4 separate regions of the Mus musculus genome follow, and all the other regions are linked to region 1. The links are chromatin contacts, called in public promoter capture Hi-C maps. All regions are on one chromosome and are shown on one strand. Each heading gives the region's core, a stretch centred on a gene start, on an enhancer-like site or on the middle of the called end of the contact. The rest is flanking DNA. Distances are from core to core; before and after follow the strand shown.

What was found. Promoter capture Hi-C pulls out the DNA fragments that hold promoters and counts their contacts.
Region 2: a contact with region 1 is called in a promoter capture Hi-C map of hippocampal neurons, with 3 times the contacts expected there. The contact joins the promoter of Cibar1 here to the promoter of 2610301B20Rik in region 1. A contact is called at or near these places in 3 of 39 promoter capture datasets (hippocampal neurons and liver).
Region 3: a promoter capture Hi-C map of liver shows a contact between it and region 1, with 4 times the contacts expected there. The contact joins the promoter of Tmem67 here to the promoter of 2610301B20Rik in region 1. A contact is called at or near these places in 2 of 39 promoter capture datasets (both in liver), 2 of 115 datasets of contacts at active chromatin or transcription factors (large pre-B cells and neural progenitor cells) and 1 of 9 other capture datasets (liver).
Region 4: a promoter capture Hi-C map of pre-B cells shows a contact between it and region 1. The contact joins the promoter of Pdp1 here to the promoter of 2610301B20Rik in region 1. A contact is called at or near these places in 5 of 39 promoter capture datasets (the C10 cell line, liver and pre-B cells), 1 of 484 Hi-C or Micro-C datasets (CD4 T cells) and 1 of 115 datasets of contacts at active chromatin or transcription factors (large pre-B cells).

Annotation. Positions count from the first base shown.
Region 1 is chr4:10,871,949-10,876,682 of GRCm38.p6, forward strand. It overlaps 2610301B20Rik (RIKEN cDNA 2610301B20 gene), which reads left to right and starts at 2,550. Exons shown (of 6, transcript NM_026005.3): 1 at 2,550-2,824. The coding sequence starts at 2,667. n-TSaga9 (a tRNA gene) reads left to right here and starts at 2,116; the gene lies at 2,116-2,197.
Region 2 is chr4:12,169,822-12,174,555 of GRCm38.p6, forward strand. It overlaps Cibar1 (CBY1 interacting BAR domain containing 1), which reads right to left and starts at 2,194. Exons shown (of 9, transcript NM_026558.5): 1 at 1,877-2,194; 2 at 1,163-1,397. The coding sequence starts at 2,109. Gm46846 (a long non-coding RNA gene) reads left to right here and starts at 4,212. Exons shown (of 2, transcript XR_001784247.2): 1 at 4,212-4,734.
Region 3 is chr4:12,086,025-12,090,758 of GRCm38.p6, forward strand. Tmem67 (transmembrane protein 67) reads right to left here and starts at 1,933. Exons shown (of 28, transcript NM_177861.5): 1 at 1,691-1,933. The coding sequence starts at 1,913. It overlaps Rbm12b2 (RNA binding motif protein 12 B2), which reads left to right and starts at 3,346. Exons shown (of 4, transcript NM_198957.2): 1 at 3,346-3,499; 2 at 3,639-3,703.
Region 4 is chr4:11,963,553-11,968,286 of GRCm38.p6, forward strand. It overlaps Pdp1 (pyruvate dehyrogenase phosphatase catalytic subunit 1), which reads right to left and starts at 2,898. Exons shown (of 3, transcript NM_001098230.1): 1 at 2,750-2,898; 2 at 2,062-2,096. The coding sequence starts at 2,092. It overlaps 1700123M08Rik (RIKEN cDNA 1700123M08 gene), which reads left to right and starts at 3,022. Exons shown (of 5, transcript NR_040577.1): 1 at 3,022-3,131.

The DNA of each region.
Region 1 (4,734 bases), core at 1,300-3,799:
AGGCAACAAGAATTCATGCAATAAAAAAATTCTCAAAACATAAAAACCTTTTAAAACATCTTTGGAATACTAAGTACATATAATGAAATATGGCATACTCCTTTCACCATGTTAGATTATTCGAGACACTTGCCTATTCTCCTTTATGAAATATCTGAAACTCAGAATGTTTTCAAAACTTTGGGACAAGGATTCACAAATCCTTAATTTAGCCCTATCAACTGGAGAGCAACTATTTATTACTTGCCGTACAAGCAAATTGCAAGAGTAACCTTTTAAAATGTTTTTTAATTTCCACACACACAGGAGCACCTGTGAAAGTCAGAAGATGTTGGATCCTCCTGGATCTGGAGTGACAGGCAGTTGTGAGCCACTGGAGATGTGGGCTGGGAATCAAGCCTAGGTCTTGTGACGAGCATCAAGAGTTCCCTGCAGCTGAGCCATCTCAGCAGCCCCAAGGGCAACCTTTCAAGTGGCTTCTTCCTGTGTTTGTACTGGAGTCGGTTCCAGGTACAATCTTAGGACAAAACATCTTGTTCTCTTTTTTTAAGTATTATAAAATTGATGAGAAGACATCCAAAGTAGAGGCTGTTCCTGCAAAGCCGCCGCACACCATGCAGCTCACCACCGCCTATAGCTCCAGCTCCAGTCACCTGAACATACATGTACATACTCACACACAGCCATACACATGCATATACATACACGCGCATTAAAACTAATACAAATGTATCTTTAGAAAGGCTTGTCTTCAATTAAAAAAAAAAAAAAGATTCCCAAGGTAAAATGGCAGATTAGACGTTTCCTTCATGTGACTGAGTAAGAAAAGAGAAAAAAGGGAGAGTAGAGCAATCAAGAAAGTGCGGTCAGGACAACCAACAAGCATGGAATAGAAATGCCATGGGCATGGAGTATATGAAAAACTGGCGACAGCTCCAACCAGCTCCCAGGCCCCTGGGAGCATGAAACGGGAAGCAATGACCACAGGTTGATTCTGAAAGCCTTGTGAAAAAAGACTGCTAGGTCTAACCTCAGAAGAAAAAAAAAAAAAAAACAAACTCACAGTTCTTACAAATTTTATGATGTAAACAGGCTCGACAGCAGCAAGGCCACGCAGAGAAACAGCTAGAGTTTGCCAGACATTACCTTTGTTTTACTATAACATTACATTTTAAGTAATGGTTGCACTCAACAATAGGCCGCCAAAAAAAAAAAAAAAAAAAAAAAAAAAAAAAAAAAAAAACCATCATCCTTCCAAAGGCTTCTGGTGAGCTGTTACCTACCATTTTTATATTGCGCACCGTTACATGTTGCTCCTCGGGAAATTTAAAACTATTTTGAACGAATTAAGTAAATGAAACTAACAAATCACCTGGCTCAGATGTCTGCCGAACTCAGAGTGCCGACTTCTTGGCTAATACAACTTTAGAAATGCAATGTGCTCGCTATGTTCATGAAGCGGTGCTGTGATCTAGGTCTGTGTTACAAACCGACTCCAGGGAGGCTGAGGTAGGAGAGACCTCAAGTTCTAAGGCTAGCCCAGGCTATATAGATATGACTGCCTGCTCAAACCATAAGAATTGAAAATACTGTGGGGGCTTGTTTTGTTTGTTTTGCTTTATTTTGTTTTGGGTTTTGCACCGTGGTTTATATTCTTTTTCAAAGTAGTGCTTCATATCCTGGTGAGACAGTCTTGCGATTCATAAATTGATAGGAATCACTATTTTATTGGTAATGAGAGAAAAACGGTCTAGGAGCTGCTTGTCAAAGGAAAACTAGAAGTGTGCGGGGAAGCTGGGAGGCTGGCCAGAGGTCCTGCAATTCCAGTCTCTCTACTGCAAATGCCTCTATCAATAAGAAAGTAGCCGGGGCCCCTCTCTCGCTTCTCTCCCTCCCTTTCTCCTCTCGACCGCACCCCCCCCCCCACCCCCCACTCTAGCTTTGAAGACTCAGCTCCAACACTTTTATGTCACAGAAAAGAGGGGCAGAATTCTTCAAAGCACAATGTTCGAATGTGCTTAAGCTTTTTCACTCCGATCCAAGCCAGCTTGAGTGCGGCATAAGTTTCCAATGCAGAGTCTACATAGAATCTTCCTGCCAAAATTAGCATCACCAGTAGTCGTGGCCGAGTGGTTAAGGCGATGGACTAGAAATCCATTGGGGTCTCCCCGCGCAGGTTCGAATCCTGCCGACTACGGAAGGGAATGTTTTTTGCCACCGAATGAATAATTTTGGATCTGCAGATTCCCCGATGAAACATACAGCCTGCCAAAGCGACCAGGGGTCGCCACGGGGTGGAAAGAGAGGCTGTTGGGGTGGAAAGAGAGACTGTTTGTGATCAGGCGCCGGAGCGGAGCGGGAGAGGTGAAGGGCAAAGCGGGCCCACAGGCTGCGTGGACGGCAAGGGAAGCGCTCCGGGCACGCAGGACCCACCGACAACATCCGCGGCGGCCGGCCTCAGCGGGTCCCCGGGCCTCGGGACCCCCTGCCACCGCGAGTGCGCGCCCGTCAGCGCCGCGGCAGCGCGCGCGCCCCCCGAGTCGCCCGGAGGTTTGCGCAGGCGCGGAAGGTTGTGGGGAACCCGCTCCCGGGCGCGTCGGTTTCTCGCGTTGCCGTGGAAACCACCGGCCAGCGAGGCTCGGGAGAGAAAGACGCGTCTGTTCAAGATGGCGAAGGACCTGGACGAACTTCTGGATGAAGTCGAGACCAAGTTCTGCAGACTCGACCCCTTGAGGCTGGACCTGGGTGAGCGGCCCAAAGGCGACGGCGGCGGCGGCTCGCACAGCGGCGACCGGAACGGAGCCCAGGAGAAAGAAACTCTCAGGTTAACGCAGGCGGGTGGACGGTTCTGCTACAGCCCTGCTCGGGGCGCCTAAGCCGGCCTCCGCCGCCGCGCGCCCCCGCGGCCTGGGCTACTGTCCTAGCCCTCGACGGCCCTCGGGTCACGGCTCAGACCCCGCCCCTGGGCGAGCCTGAGGGAGCTGAGACCCTACCTGACAGCCCTAACCTGACGTGGATCGGGGTGTCCCTCCCCTGAGACACGACAGGGCCACGCTGACCAGACCCACAGCGTTCTCATCGGCGAGGGGCCCTGACTGCAAATGTCGTGCCTCTCACGCCGTTACCAGGCAACCCTTAGGGAACCGGTAGGCCAGCTGTTAGAAGACCATTTTATTGTCTGATTTGTTTAAGCTCGAGGAGTTAGATGAGAGTATATTTAATTATTAAGAGTATCCATTGCAAATATCTGAATTAAATAAATTGCCCAGTTGCCTGCCATTCCCCGTGTCTCCAAAGTTAAGGGACCCAGCAAATGTCCTATTATATCCAGGTCGAAGTTTAAAGACACTTAAATCTTTGGGGATTTGAACAACAACAATAAAAAGCAGGCGTCGTTGCATTATCCTTTAAAGTGAGATCTTAGGCTCAGTAATAACTCCTGCTAGGACCTGCCGCTTGCCTAGACCATTGGGGGAAAGGCTGGTGTTTCTTCCATTAATGTATAAGGTATTACTTTGCAGTGTTTGCTTTGTGTTTGGCTTGGTTTTGTTCCTTTGTGGTTGGAGAGAATTTGTCAGGCCTTTTCATCTTGGAACCAACATAAAGAAGCTTAGACTGTCTCCACACTGAAAGGATGGCCATTTCTGTGGCTTCTCCCCAGCCATGTGATCTTTCCTGCCTGTGTCTGACTACCAGACTCCACCCACACCCTCCTCTCCCTGCCCCCACCTTAGCACATTTATAATGCCTAAAGTGAATCACAACTGTTATCACTTGTGTTAAACTTTTTATCAGGGACAATGATTAGAAGTTGTGCAAAAAACAACAGCAAATACCCTAAGCCAAGTTTTAAATACAGTTCCTTTCTGGTATGGAATGCCATCACTGAAGTTTTACACTAAGCCAAAGGAAATCATTTGTGAGTTTATGAACAGACCACCTGCTGGTTGCATGGCTTAACTTACCATCTCTAGATGATAGCTGTGATAATAATTGCTAATGTTTACTTCTCTCTGTGCTAAGTCCCCGATATGGGTTACCCCTATCGCCCAATGAGGTGAATGGTGTTCTCTCTTCATTCACCAAATCTAGGTGGCCTGATAGCGTTGGTCTAAGAATGAGTTTGAGGCTCAGCTGGGTAATTTAGTAAGACCAGGTTTCAACTAAATAATACTCATCATCATCTTCTTAGTAATTCATCTGTCTCAAGGCCAGCCTGGTCTACAGAGTAAGTTCCAGGATAGCCAAGGCTACACAGAGAAATCCTGTCTCAAAAAGTAAACCAAAAAAAAAATTCATCTGCTTCTTGAACTTCTTGAATTATATGAGAAAAGAGCCTAGACAGTCTGTCGTCAAAACCAAAGAAGAGTCTCATGGGAGCGTCTCTGTAGTTGGGGCCCAGTGGGACAGACACACCGTTAACCCCAGAGGCAGAGGCAGACTCAGCTCTGAGTGATAGGCCACCCAGGGTTGGAACTGAGAAACCTGAAAGTAATTATTTGAGGTAAGAATTCCCTGTAGTTGACAGATACAGAGATGAGTCCAGAGATAGAGCATTACGCCTGAAAGCAGTTTGAAAGATACTGTTTTAGTAGATAAAGTATTGATATTCAAAGAAACTAAAGCACTTGAATAAGATCAGTATTTCTAGACTAGTGATGATTTTGCAGTGACATGAGTTCTTATGGTTACCACAACTGGAAAAAAGTATACTTTAGGCATCTAGCAGGTAGA
Region 2 (4,734 bases), core at 944-3,443, 1.3 Mb after region 1:
TCATTTAAATTTCAGAATTTTAAGATCAATGTTATGACTCCTCGGGCCAGTCTAATGTCCACCAGCTCTACTACCACACACTGTGAGGTCTATCCGTGTCTGTCCTAACAGCTTCCCTTGTCTTTCCCTTGCCTACCTTTGCCATGTTCATTAGCATCTCCACCATTTGGTAAGCAGGGAAACAGAGCAGAGCAAACGCAAATCAATCCACTTTGCTATTTGATAACTAGCATAAAATTTTTCTAGAAAGGGGAACTTATTGGTAAAATAGGACTTTAGGATTATCTGTGAATAAAAACTATTTCTGAAACATTACATCTCCAGTTACCATGTATAACTGAGTATTTCTTGTTATAGAAGAAATGTATGCCAAGAACTCAACATTTTTCTTATAGTTATCCCCAGGGGATTAGTATTCGAGTTTTATATACATGATGATGATAACTTCATAGATTATTTCTCTTTTTAATTTTCAGTAAGTGAAAATTTGTTTTAGGCTTTAAGCATAAGAAAGATCAATGGGGCTTGTTACAAAAGTAAAAAAAAAAGCAATGGAATTTGAACGAGCCAACTATGTTAACTGGTACCTATAAGAAGTAAGTGAAAACGCTTATGCAGTATTAAGAAAAGACTGTATTTTAGAAAGATCTCCCAAGAGCAAAGCTCTGGTCACTCAAAGCAAACACACAGCCAGCCTCTCAGCTGTATCACTTGTGTTATAAATCATAGCTTTCCGATTTCGTTCGACTTTCAAACCATGGGAAAATCAGCAACGTGTAGCCCATTTATTAGTACTTTGTGATTTTGTCATTTTCAGCATTTCCATTTCTAGTCATTCTTTAAAACGCACTTGGCCCACACAGGCCATACAGGTGCTTTTCTTCTGCACGACTGCTATATAGGTTACCTTTTCTGGATGCATGTTCCCTGTTACCCTGTTGGCAAATGCAGTGGTAAACTCAGACTTCAACCACACCTGACGTTTAGTTTGAAAGCTATCAGGTCACAGAAAGGTTCCATATAGCGAACCCACACTGTTACAGACAGGAAAGGCATTTATCAAGGGTACATTCACCACTGCTGGGTAGGTTACAACGAAAAGTCCACAATTTTTACACACTTTGTAGGAATTTGGCTATGACACCAGAACCTCACTTCATACCTCTGCCTGGCGATAATCTTGAAGTTTGGCAAACTCATCAGCAAAGTCTTTCAGACCCTGCTTTAAATTTGGTGTCTCGGTAGAGGCATACAGGTTGATTTCGTTCACTAGGAGGTCGGCTTTGTCTCGAAGCCTGGCAGTTTTCCGTACATAAGCAGCAAAGATTTGGCAAAGCTCTCCAAAATGCTTCTCCACATTTGTGACAGCATCCTGCAGTTGTTTTGTTTGAGCATCTCTAGAAAAAGGAGACACAGAACACTGTTCTTAAAACAGTAAGAAGGTGCCCCGTTAATTTTACGTGCAAACATTCCCGGGCCTCCCTAAAGCCCTGAAGGGCAACATTCCCAACTCTTCCAGAGGCCCGCGCCTTCTCTAGGACCTCACGCAGGCTCTGGTCCTGCCTAGAACCTTGCAGGCCCGGGAAAGGGCCCGGGCCTGGTGGGCCGAGAAGGGGCGGCGCTGCTGCGGCCTGGGCACCTGCGGCCTCCCGGGCTCTGTACCGCGGCAGGGCCCGGCCCAGCTCAGGGGGACCGATCGGCCGGGAGACTCTCTCGGCCCGGCACTCGCCTCATCCGGGTGGACGGACTGCAGAGCGCCACGGGGACCGTGCGGCCTCCTCCCGCCCCAACCGGCTTCCAGGCCCTCGGCCCGGCTCCTCTCTCCCACCCGGCCCTTTCCTTCGGGCAGCCTGCACGACGAGGCCCCGGCGGTTACCGCTCATCCAGATTGCGCCTCAACATCTTGCCTTTCCCGCCGCCCGGGACCCAGGATGGGAGCCCAACGAGCGCGGCTCCGGGCCGCCAGGGCGCGCGGGAGCAGGCGACGCCGCCACTTCTACCGGGAGCTGAGAGCGCGCAGTGCGCGCCGCCCCGCCTGCCCGGCGTTTCCGTGGCGACGCGGCGCGCGCCCCGGCGGTCAAGAGCAGGGCAAGGGAGACCAGAGGGCATGGGGCAGAGGGAACACCAAGCATCCTCCTTCAGCTCCTGCAGCTCTCTAGCCCTCCCAGGCTTCTGGGAGCGAAGGAGGAAAACCAACCCACCAGCAACCGGAAGGGGTACAGGAAAATAAAGGTGAACGGGGTTCAGACTTAATGCGAAGCTTGTCCCTGTGCTTCTCTGTTGAATGAGACAACGTGTGGGCTCGTGGAAGCTGCCTTTGGAAAAGAACCGCTCTATAAGTTAGATTTCTATAGCTGTGATGAGACCCCGACAAAAATCAAGTTGAGGAGGAAAGGATTTCTTTGGCTGACATATCCCAAGTCACAGTTCTTTAAGGAACTCAGGGCAGGAACCTGGAGGCAGGAATTGAAGCAGAGGCCATGTAGCAACACTGCTGGCTGGCCTATTTGATTGACTTTCTTATATACCCCAGGACCTCTTGCACAGGGGCAATACTGTCTACCCTTCCATGTCAATCATCAATCAAGAAAACAGCCTACAGGTCAATCTGATAGGGACATTTTCTGAATGTTCCCTCTTCTCGGGTAACTCTAACTTTGGTCAAATTAACCAAACAGAAACAAACAAACAACAATAACAACAATAAAAATAAGAACAGTAACAACAAAACAGAAACAGAAAAAAAAGCACACCAGTGCTTACTCCCTCATCTTTACTGGTCTTTAATGCCATCTGTTCCCCCTCTTGCAGGTAACTGAGTTTCTACTTTGTGAAAAAGATTGTTAGACCCAGTCGAGGTATGGGCCTGAATGAAGGTTCCCCAATTGGAAGAGTCACAGATAACCCAGAGCCTTCCTCTAGCTTCTGAGAGGGAGTCTTCTCTTCCGAGTGAACTTGGGGTCCAACTTCAAGCTTTGTCTACTTCTCAAATGCCCATAATTTCTGAGAATAAAGTCTTTGCTCTTACAGTGCTCACAGCCTTGGTGGAATGATAAAGCTAGCCAAACAGTCAAACACATATAACACAGCCCAGAAATGTGCTACCGTGTCAGGTTTCGTTGTATAAACAAATTATAAGGCCTAGTGGCTTCCACAACTCCACTAGTCAGTTTAGGATTCTGTAAACGACACAGATGGTTCTTCTTTGGTTCTGTTCAGCTAGGTTCTTTCCTGCCTTTCCAGGTGGCGAGTCTGTTACTAGCAGTATAATTTCACTAAATGCTATGGTGCTGAGCAAATAAGTTCTGCAATTGGGAGGTAGGGAGCCAGATGTGTCCAACCCCACCCCCTAAAAGCTCATCTTAAGACCAGTAGGAGTAAGAATTGCTCCCTCCTTGTTCTGGGCCTGCATGCCATGGTAGTGCATGTATCCTTGTGACCCACACCTCTACCACCATTGAGGTAGTCACATAGCCTGGTGGCTACATTACAGGCTTAAGCACCTGGAATTCCTCTTCATGCAGATGAAGCATTCCCAGTACCTCAGTACCAACCAATAATGTACACTCACCCTGAAAAATACCTACCCACTACCCAAGGTTTATATAGCCCTTATTTTCCTCAAATAAAGAGAGCTGTAACTCTGGAAAAACGTCCAGCCAACAGAGTTCCTGCAGACCCAGGACCCACCCTGTCTGGTGATTCTTCATTTTTTCCAATCCAGCCTAGTGCAAAACAGTGCCTGAGTACCCTGAAGGCTGAAGCAGAACTGGCCAATTTGAATATGGTTTGAGTGTTCTCAAAGAGTACATGACGCAGAGGCTTGGTTTGCTCTTTAATGTATGGTGAGAGGTGTGGACATTTAGAGAGCAGCCTAAAAGCCATGGAGACTACCGCTCTTGGAAGGGATTAAGGTGTGTGTGGTTGTTTGTTTGTTTGTTTGTTTGTTTTTTTGAGTCTCTTATTATTAGTTTCTGGAAAGGTTATAGACCAGAGTCTTACCCCACCTGGATGTGACTTTTTCCATCTATACCTGTTGCTACCATCATGACCAAATCCACTATATGAAGTCTATCAGAGCAGAGCTACTAGCCAGAATTGTGAACCAAATCAACATGTATTTGTATACACTTGTCAGCCTGAAGTATTTTTGAAAGATTTATTTATTTATTTATTTATTTATTTATTTATTATGTTTATGTGAATGCCTCTTGAGTTTATATGCACCTTGTGTGCACAGGAAGGCCAGAGAAAGGTTTCCCTGGAACTGGAGTTGCAGGCTGTTGTGAGCCACCATGTCGGTTCTGGGAATGAAACGAACATCTGCACGAGCAATAAGCCCTCATAACTTCTGATCCACTGCTTCAGCCCACTAGCCACAGGTATTTTATGATGATAATATAAAGTAGACAGATACAGGTGGCCTAACATGCCATGCATGCAGCAGGGAACCTGTCAGCTGAGGCAACATGCCTTTTATTTTCCACCAGGTCAGCCTGGATTCTTCAGATAGCTTCTTTCTAAACTGGCCAGCAAGACATGGCAAGTCCCATTGTACACATGCTTTTAAAGTGTCTGCCTAATTATCATGGATTCCTAGGTACTATTGGTTGATACAAGTTACATGGTCCACATTAAAATTGCACACTAATTATCACGGGCCCAGGGAGTGGTTGCTTCTGTTTGTTATTCCATGTATCAGTTGGACCTTCATGGCACCAAGAGAACATGTGC
Region 3 (4,734 bases), core at 683-3,182, 1.2 Mb after region 1:
AAACAAAGCTGATATTGTCCTTAGCAAACAAAACTCCAAGACACAAACTTAACAGTTCTTAGGATTTTGAAGCTTGGAGTGGTGGTGTATACCTGTAACCTCAGTATTTAGGAGGAAGAGGCAGGAAGTTCAGGCAGTACTTCAAGGGTATCCCTGCTCACAGACAGTGCGAGGCCAGACTGGGCATTATATGAGAGACAACAGGTGTCTTTGTCTGTCTGTCTCTCTGTCTGTCTGTCTGTGCATGTATATGTGTCTATGGGTCTGTGCGTATACATGCAAACACTGAGTGGGTTAATGAATTCTATACTTCGGCTTCTTGTTTAGTAAAATGGAGAAAAAAACAGGACCTACCTAATAGGGTCAAAGTTTAGAAATATGTCTGGCATCATGTTGCTACTTTTTAAACTGCAATTATTATTGAACTATGAAAACTACTTACTTGCTCTAGGAATTACATTTCTGCATCACTAAACCATATGTATGTGTGTTTAGTGAGTTTTAATTTTGTCAATATCTTATTGGAAAATTGCTTTCATTCAAATACTCTTTCTCTAGAAAGAAAATAAATGTTGTTTGTAATTACAAGTAGACTCAGCTAGTTAAAGAAAGAATTCTCTAAGGACTAAGTAGAGCCAGCACCTGTAGGAGTCTATGTACAACACACACGTCTTCATTCATTGTCATGAAAGCAATACAATGCAGAACACGTTTGCTCTTCACACTCCATCTTCTGACACAGTGATCCGCACTGCCTTAAGTGAGACTCTACCAGGCCTAAAGCAGGAGAGTTAACCAGTCTGAGATTCACAGCATTTTAGACTTCAGTAAATAGGAAAAGACTCATTCTGAGTAGTTAAGGGAGAACTAGACCAATCGATGCAATTAAGTCTAAAAGGACAATGTGAGCAAACAGAAGTCATCAACAATAAAAGGGACAGGTCCTAAGGGAATATGTAACCACAGATGCAAAGCCACGCGCTGGGAATGCAGAGGTAGAAAGTGAGGGAAGCCAGGTGTCCTGGCCCACGCCTTTAATCCCAGCACTCAGGAGGCAGAGGCAGGCGGATTTCTGAGTTCGAGGCCAGCCTGGCCTACAAAGTGAGAGTTCCAGGACAGCCAGGGCTACACAGAGAAACCCTGTGTCGAAAAACAAAACAAAACAAAAAACAAAAAAGAAAGTGAGGAAGAGACAAGAGTTCTCTTAGTTTCCAGTATATGTCACACAGATGTCACAACATCTCGGTTTCAGTTTCCTTTGCTTACAAAATCTGATTATAGTCACAGTTGCAAACAGCTTTAAATATCTTGAATTTGGAAGTAGAATTAATGGTCACAAGAGTTTACTAATTCACATTTCTTCCCTTGCTTTCCTGTCAGGGTACCTCACTAGACGCCTCAGGTTATTTCTTTTCTATTTCTATTCTACTTTTCTTAGGCGGCTTTCAGGTGCCATCCTAAGGATTCCCTGCCAGAGACTGACTCCGGGGAATGAGTTCCTGGAGGAGGGTAGGGTGGTGGCGCCTGGGTGACTGATCTCATTGTGTCAGCCGTATCCTCCCAGGAAACCCTTTCTTAGGTTTGATAGCTGTGCATTTTCTGAAACATTCTCCAAATAAAATGTCTGGAGTGCTGGCTGTCAGGAGTGCTTTATTTTGGTCAGAGTCCATCCACCCCCAAACCGCCTCACCTAGTGCATCCCGCCGCTGGTTGGCGCCACAGGGGGCACAGGAGAGCGCCGAGATGTCAAAGTACTGGTTGAAGTCGCAGGTCTCAGGCCGCCGGAAAGGGAAGGAGAAGATTTGTGCCCATGAGACTTCGCAGAGAACTAAGAGAAGGTAGGCGGTGCCAGTCCGGGATGAAGAACGAGATCTGACCGCCATGGCCGCCACAGGCCTTGTACGCGTCACCATGGTACCCATATCCTGGGTCCGCAGTCTCCAGCTCCCCAGCAGCCTCCTCGGTGAGTCCGCTGAGCTGATTGGACAACAGGGTTCAGAAAAAAAAAAAAAAAAAAAAAAAAAAACTCAACCTTGCGACGCCTGGTTGCTAGGTTACCACGCACGCGGGAAACAATGGATCAGACATATGCTAAATAAATTAGGGGCGGTTATTTAAAATGTATTTAAAACTCTGGGACGCAGTCAATTTACCGTGTCAGGAAATACTACTACAGCAATGGAAAATATATGGTTTTAGCACTTAAAAGTGTTTCATGAAAGTGGCAATCACACCTACATGACAGTTTACCCAGGGGATTAATTTTGACAACAAAGGAGGTGCCCTATGTTTTTACTTTTTTTGTTTGTTTTGTTCTGATTTTCGAGACAGGGTTTCTCTGTATAGTCCTGGCTGTCCTGGAACTCACTTTGTAGGCCAGGCTAGCCACGAACTCAGAAATCCCGCCTGCCTCTGCCTCTACAGTGCTGGGATTAAAGGCGTGCACCACCATGCCCGGCTTTGTTTTTACATTATTTAAAAAACACTAAGGGTAGGGATTGTTTCAAGTCCTGAGTTTGAGTTTTAGCAAAGCAATACAAACAGAAACCCTCATTGATTTTATATATAATACCTTTATGACAAAAGTCTAGGAGAAACCTTGCCTACTGAATCTTGATTTCATACTTTCTCTGTATTGTGCATAAAGCACCCTACATATACACCTCATCTCACTTGGTTTGAGAACCAAATTTGGATATACATGAATATTGCCTATTAAAGTGCACAGCCTTGCAGACTGTTAGCGCAACAATGCCTAATAAAAGCCTCATTCTCCCTTTCTCCCCTGTCCCTGGTTCTCCTCCCTCTCCCAGAGGATAACTCTATTTCCCATCCCAATAAACCCCCGACTGGAGAACTGCCACATAGTGTGATTGTTGGGAATTGTCACATACACCTAACAGCACAGTAATAAAAGGTTGAAGGGATGCTTTCTGTAATACATACTTTAGGTAAGGCAGCCCGAAGGCCTGTTGTAAATACAGCTTGCTTTTATCTGCCTATGCAACTGCCCTGTTTTTCTCAGGTTTAACAGAAATCACAGGAGAGGATGGAAAACTCTGCAGCTTTCCACTTCCAAAGCGGTTCATTATGATGAAAAGAAAAAAAAGAAACCTTTTTGATTTGTATATTTTACAATTGCCTCACATCCCCGCCCCCCAGTGGAAGTTTTCAGGGGTGGGTCAGGGGCTCACAGATTGCCTAGAAATAGAGCATGCACAAAACCATACTACACTGCAGAGAACAGCCTTCCTCACTCACACCCGCCAATCACTGTAACCGAAGCAGTACGTCTGCGCACGCGCGTTCAGAGCGCCAAGGGGTGGCTGGTTGGGCCTGGATTGCGCATGAGCAGAGAGACGGTGCATCGGTTTGTCCGGACCGGAGGGGAGTGTGGTCTCCATTTTCTTCCGGCCGTGTTGGGCCTGGTAGGCCGTGCGGAGACTGCGGCGTCGAGGAGCGTCCCTTCTCCGTTTGTGTGGTGTGTGGTGACTGCCCGGTGCGAAGCACTTCTCAGGATGCCGGGCATGGGGCAAGGGAGGGGGTGAGAGCCGGAAGCACGGGCGTGCTGGGCGGGGGGCGAGCGCGGCTGGTGCGGTTAGGGCGGCGCTCGCTGACCCCCGACTTCCTCCTGTCAGCCTCCGTGTGGCGGCGAGTGAGCTTCCTGGGATCTTGACAGCGAAAATCTCGGAGCAGCGCCTAGGTATTTCTTTTCTTTGCCATGTCCACGTTGGTAGCGGCGCGGGAAAGGCCGGTTTTCTCGGGCTGGAGGTGCGCAGAGCGGCGCGGTGAGGTTGGGAGCCAGTCCCCTCGGGCGAGCTGGGGTGGTGCGTTTGCCCTCAGGACCGCGGAGCGCAAAGGAACGCGGGTTGGGCGGTCCTGGTTAATCTGAAAGCCGTCGGGCACCGAGTCTGGGGGCAGTATCAGATCCGACCTAGGATGTTGGCCTGGCGCTAAAAGAAGGAAACTCTGATCGTTGGCTCGGAGCGTGGACTAAGTCGAATCGCAGTCTCCGGAGGATTTCCCCATCGATGATGATGGATAACGGGGGAAGCGTGTGTCCTGTGGAATCGTCTTCACTTAACGGTTCCTGACCCGGAACTATGGCCCTATGTGGTCATGACGCCTTTTTATTTTAAACATCTACATCATAAAAGGCAGATCTTATCAGAGGATATTTGTGGACTGAGGTAGATTTTCTGCAAGGAAAATTCTTATTTAGGATTTTAATGGTTCTTGATACTGGGTAGTAAGAACGTTGGAGGCACATAGTAAAACTTGTCTCTCTTGCCAGGTCTGGAAAATGGCTATGTTCGTTAAAATCAGCTCTTAAGTCCAGCCTACTGATGTCCTCTGCATCATGATTAAAAGATGCACACATAAGATCATTTATTTAAGGTGATCTAAATGGAAGGATGGCTTGGTAAAATTAGCAACGTTGATTAACTTATGTTTATCATTAAATGAAATTTCAAGGATCCCCTCCCTTTTCGTAGCAGTTCAATAGAGGCCTGACAGCAGTGGCATCACTAAACAACAGGGTTATTGTGTTGTTCGATATTTGTGCAATGGCATCCAAAACTAGGACAGGATAATTTGTGCTTTGACTTTGGAGCAGGCTGATGTGTCAGTAGACTTTCTGGAGATTGTAAGGAAATAGTGTATACTTTGAGTCTCTGAGATGTTCTCTTAGACGGTCCTGATTGTGGGCGAATGATACCTTACCCTGCTATG
Region 4 (4,734 bases), core at 1,648-4,147, 1.1 Mb after region 1:
AGAAACACTTTAGAACTGTTTTAAATAAACAAAAAAGGAAAATGAAACAAATCTTCTTATCAACTATTTTTTTTTCAAAAGCAGAATCTACTAAGGATAGAATTTTAAGTATCTCAGTGTTAGTTTTATATTAAACAATTTTCTCGTACTTTTTGGTAGGCCATTCAGGAAGTAAAAAGAAAAAATGAGGGAAGAGAAAAAATCAAACACTGGAAATTGACAGATTTGTGTCTGCTTTTGTAGAGAGCACCAAATATACAAGTTGGACAGAATGTCTTTCGTATGTAGTAAAGTATTAGACTACCCAAGAAGAGATTTGTTTCTAAAGACAAAAGTACAAAATAGCAAGAACTAGAAATTTTGGAATTAGAGTCTATAAATAAGGCTTCTGAAATGAAAAAAAAATTCTAACAACAAAAAATTTACCAGGACTAACCACCTAAATAACAGTTCAAACTGAATACCTGAATGTCATCCAAAGGTTAAGGGTACATGTCTGAGCCAGGAGATGTGTACAAATATGCCAATCACACTAGCTTGTGGGTATAAACCCATACCTTTTTCATGCATGTATGCACAAAAAGCTGTTTTTATGCTGCAAATGTTATCATTAGAAACTAAAATGTAAGTGCAATTTTAATGGAAGTACATTTTTTTCAGACATCTGTAAGTTTGTATTACTTTAAAAACAATGTGAGAGTGGGGGTGATGGCAAAGGTCCAACCATTTAAAAACATCTACTCAAGGCATAAGAAGCCTAGGACCCTTTCCCTTTCCTTAAGTTCCCGTGTTTTGATAGATTTTCTGCTTTTAAAGTCGATTAAAAATGAGTGAAATCTGGTGACAAAGAGCTTCATGCAGCAGGTGCTCTGAATATTTAAATTCAAACACTACATCTTTTTTCTTCACAGCAAAAGTATTTGAGATTAAACGTCAAAATAACAGAGTACGCATGAGTTTTTTCAATTATTTTCTTTTCAGTTATTCAGAGCTTAGCATATGATTGCATTCCAATTCTTCATCTCTTAACATGCTTTCAAAAGGCATATTCTTAGGGAAGCTGAGTTCATGGAAACCTGCTCTATAACTAATAAGCATTCTACCAGGTCAGTACCAATTATATAGTATTTCCATCCGACCAGAGACAGCTACAAGTCAATACACTATTAAATGCTTCTGACATGATGTATAAGGAAGATGAAAATTCTTAATATCCTTCTAAACACCCTGTAATTCAACAAAAAAAAAAACAACACTCTGTGCTGATAAACTTGCTAAATTAACAAAATAGAAGCCTCCTGATTAGGCAATAAGAATTTCAAAGTAGCTGTTGGTTAACTTGAGCAATCTCACTTTCTTTTTATTTATTTATTTTTTAAAGTTCATACACCATCATGGCCCACACTTGGCAACATTGTACGTATCAGTCTTGGGCAGATTTGGCTGATGTTGCCAATGAGTAATAAAAAGGTGCGCGCGCCGGAACCAGAAACAGAAAGAGCCCCATCCATTCTTTGTGGTGTGCTGGGCAAAGCCTGTGTCAAGATTTTATTCCACTTAATCAATAAACCCATGGACCAAATCGATTAGAAAAATGCTACTGGTGCGCCTACTCTGGAGCTTCTCGGTCTTGCAAAGATTCTAACGCAAATGAAAATAAATACTACACTTTTCATTACACGTATCAGAACCTCCGTTTATGTAATCTGATTGCATTAAACGCCCTGCATTAAGATTTGTAATTTTTCAGCATTTTCTGGAAACGCCTAGCCATTTCACAGCTCAAGTTCAGTGTCTACAAGAATGAAGAAAAGCCATTATCCTTAAAACACAAAGAACCAAACCAGCACTTGTTTGGTCAGTTTCGTGTGTCCCAGAATATCACACTTAAGCTATCAAAAAATAAAAATAAAAATAAAATCTGGTCCAGAGCGCCTTTGTCTCCTTTTCCTTATCTCACCCTTTAATTCCATGAGGACCCCTAGAGCCATCCATTCATACACAAAATCAGTCACCATCCTTCCCTGGGTACCCAACACAGGTAGTTATGTGAATACCTACCAATTCGTCTGGGCCCGGGACACACACACATTCTCCTGTCATCACAACACGGAGCCGACAACATCCACAACCCGCGCGGACAGCAGCAGCGACAGCAGCAGCGGCCCATTGAAAGCAAAGCAGAGATGCTCATTAGAGGAGGCGGCGGCGGGGAGGCGGGAGCGGAGGAGGGGCGAGGTCTCGCAGCAGCCCAGTGAATGGGCTGGGAGGGGAGGAGAGAATGGAGGGGGGAGAAAGGGGAGGGGAGAAGAAGAAACCAAACAAACCCACCCGGCAGGCGAGGCGGCATCACAGCCCCCGGCGGGCAACTCCAGGAGCCCGGACAGGCGCACCGCCGCCGCTCCATGCAGCCAGCGCACCGAGCCCACAAGCACTCAGCATCTTCAGGCCCGCCCGGCCCCACGCCGCGCCCGCTTCCGCAGAGCTCCAGGCACAGCCCGCCGTGGGCAGCCGGCTCCGCCACGCGGGGCCAAGCGTGTCAGCGGGGAGCCGAGGCAGACACGCCCGGGCCACAGCGGGCGCCCCGCGCGCTGACAGCCGGGTGCCGCCCGGGACCCGCGGCAGCTCCTCGCGACCGAGGCTCCGCGCGCACCCGGCCCTCCACCCGCGGCCGCTCCCCACGCGCGCCCTCCACTTCACCGCCCTGACGCCCCCTCACGACTCGGCAGCGGTGGACGAGGATACCAACCGGGCACAGTCGAGCACCCGCTGCGGTCTGCCCCGGGTGGCGGCCGCACCCCTCCGTGCGCGTCCTTCCCTCACTCAGCACCACGCAGCACCCCGGCGCGCTGCAGCTCGGCCCAGGCCAGCCCACTCCGCGCCCCTGCCTCGCCCGGCCTCCACCCTGCCCCGCCCCCACAGGCGCTCTTGAGCTCTTCGCCTTCTGATTGGCTGCGCAATGGCGGGTGGGCGGGACCCGGAGGGCCAGAGGGGCGGGGGGCGGAAGAGGGCGCGCTCCCCGCCAGTTTTGTGACGTCACGGAGGTCAGACAATCCCTTCCATTTGGCGCGGCTAGCCTATTGGTTCCACGCGTGCGCGCGCCCCGTGACCACGCCCTGTTGCTGGTGAAGGTGGGTTTGCGCGTGCCGCGAGGTGGACAGCCTTGGTTGGGTTGCGTTTGGACTCCCAGATGGGGAAGCGCCTGGGCGGGATCCAGCATCCCTGAGCGCGTGGCGCTTTGGTAGCCAGTTGCTTCCTGGCGGGCGGGCTTTCGCGAATGCCTGGCACTTCTGCTGGGCCCCGCGTGCTGCTCTGGGCTGGCCTGAGAGCCAAGCCTCCTCTGCACTGGGCTGCCCCAGGTAGACCGCGGGAACAACACAATTGAGGCGTGGCAGAGCGTCTCGGCGGTGTCTCGCTTCATTCATTCAAGATCAAGTTGCTGATTTTAGGGTTATTAGGTCGGATTGATAGTCAATTATTTTTATGTCTCCGGGCTAGGAAGCTGTAAACAAAAGCAAAAGGAAGTTTGATGAAGGAATTCTTATCTTTGTAGATAAGAATAACACGAGTGCTCTTGTTCTTGGAAGGACTTTGAAATCAGCATTCCCTCCTTGGTCCCTGACTCATTCAGAGTTATGAATTTTAAAATGCAGCCAGTGAAAGTGGGAAGAGCACTGAACTTGGAGTCAGAAGAGCCTTTCAAGTTATTCCCAGTGACAAAAATCCATCTTCCTCCCATGAGACTCAGTTTGCCTATCTGTGGGGTGAGGTTAGGCTTAAGATGTGCTAAACAACACACTAAGGGTTCTTGCTGCCATCTGCGGTTGTCTCTTTATGGGACAGTGCCTTCTTCACTTACCTACATCCACATAGATGCCATCTTCATGACATGAAACTTTCTTGGGAGAAGCTATGCTTCTGCCCAGTGTTAATGAGTTTACGTTGATTTATTCTACACCTTATTAACTAATAAAGTTTACAAAGTAATTTGGACTAGATAGATGAACTCCCAAGTTTACTGTGAAATTTTATTAATCCTGAAGTATTTAAATTTTTATGTAATAAAGGAAAAACCTTATATAACCAAACCTGCAATTCATAATTCCCCAAATCTTTCAAGCTGCCTCTATTTCTAAACTGGAGAATTTGCTCATCCCCAGAAGAGGCTTACGGGCAGAGATGATTGGTGAGGGGGAAAATATAGGTACCTTTCCCCAACCAAGAACAAACAAGCCAAGATCCCCATCAGTCCCCTGCCTTCCCCTCTTGGAGAAGAGATACATTTATCCTCTCCTAACAACAATCAAGATTAGCCATTTCTACTTAGAGACAGTCCCAATATATCTGATGCAAGGGTTTAGTTTGGTGTGTACACAGTAAGGCAAGAGTGTATCCTCAGCGTTTTAGGGAGAATGCCATATTCCCGGACTTTGCCTATGCATAGTTGACTGTGTGTCTAATTAATGTCAGGTGCACTACAGACAGGAACCTGCACAGATGAAAACAGTGAATGCAGGCCCTAATCTACCAGGAAAAAGAAAAGCTCTCATATTACAACCCTTATCAACCAAATTTTCTTGAACTCTCGGAAAGGAAATCCCGAACAATAATTTCATCCCTCAGTACTCTTCGTGTAGCCTACTGTCAACCTATATCTTTTTCTAGTCTGTTATTGCTTCATTTCAATTAAGTTATTGTGTGATTTTTTTGCAAATCTGCGTGAGGCCTTATTTT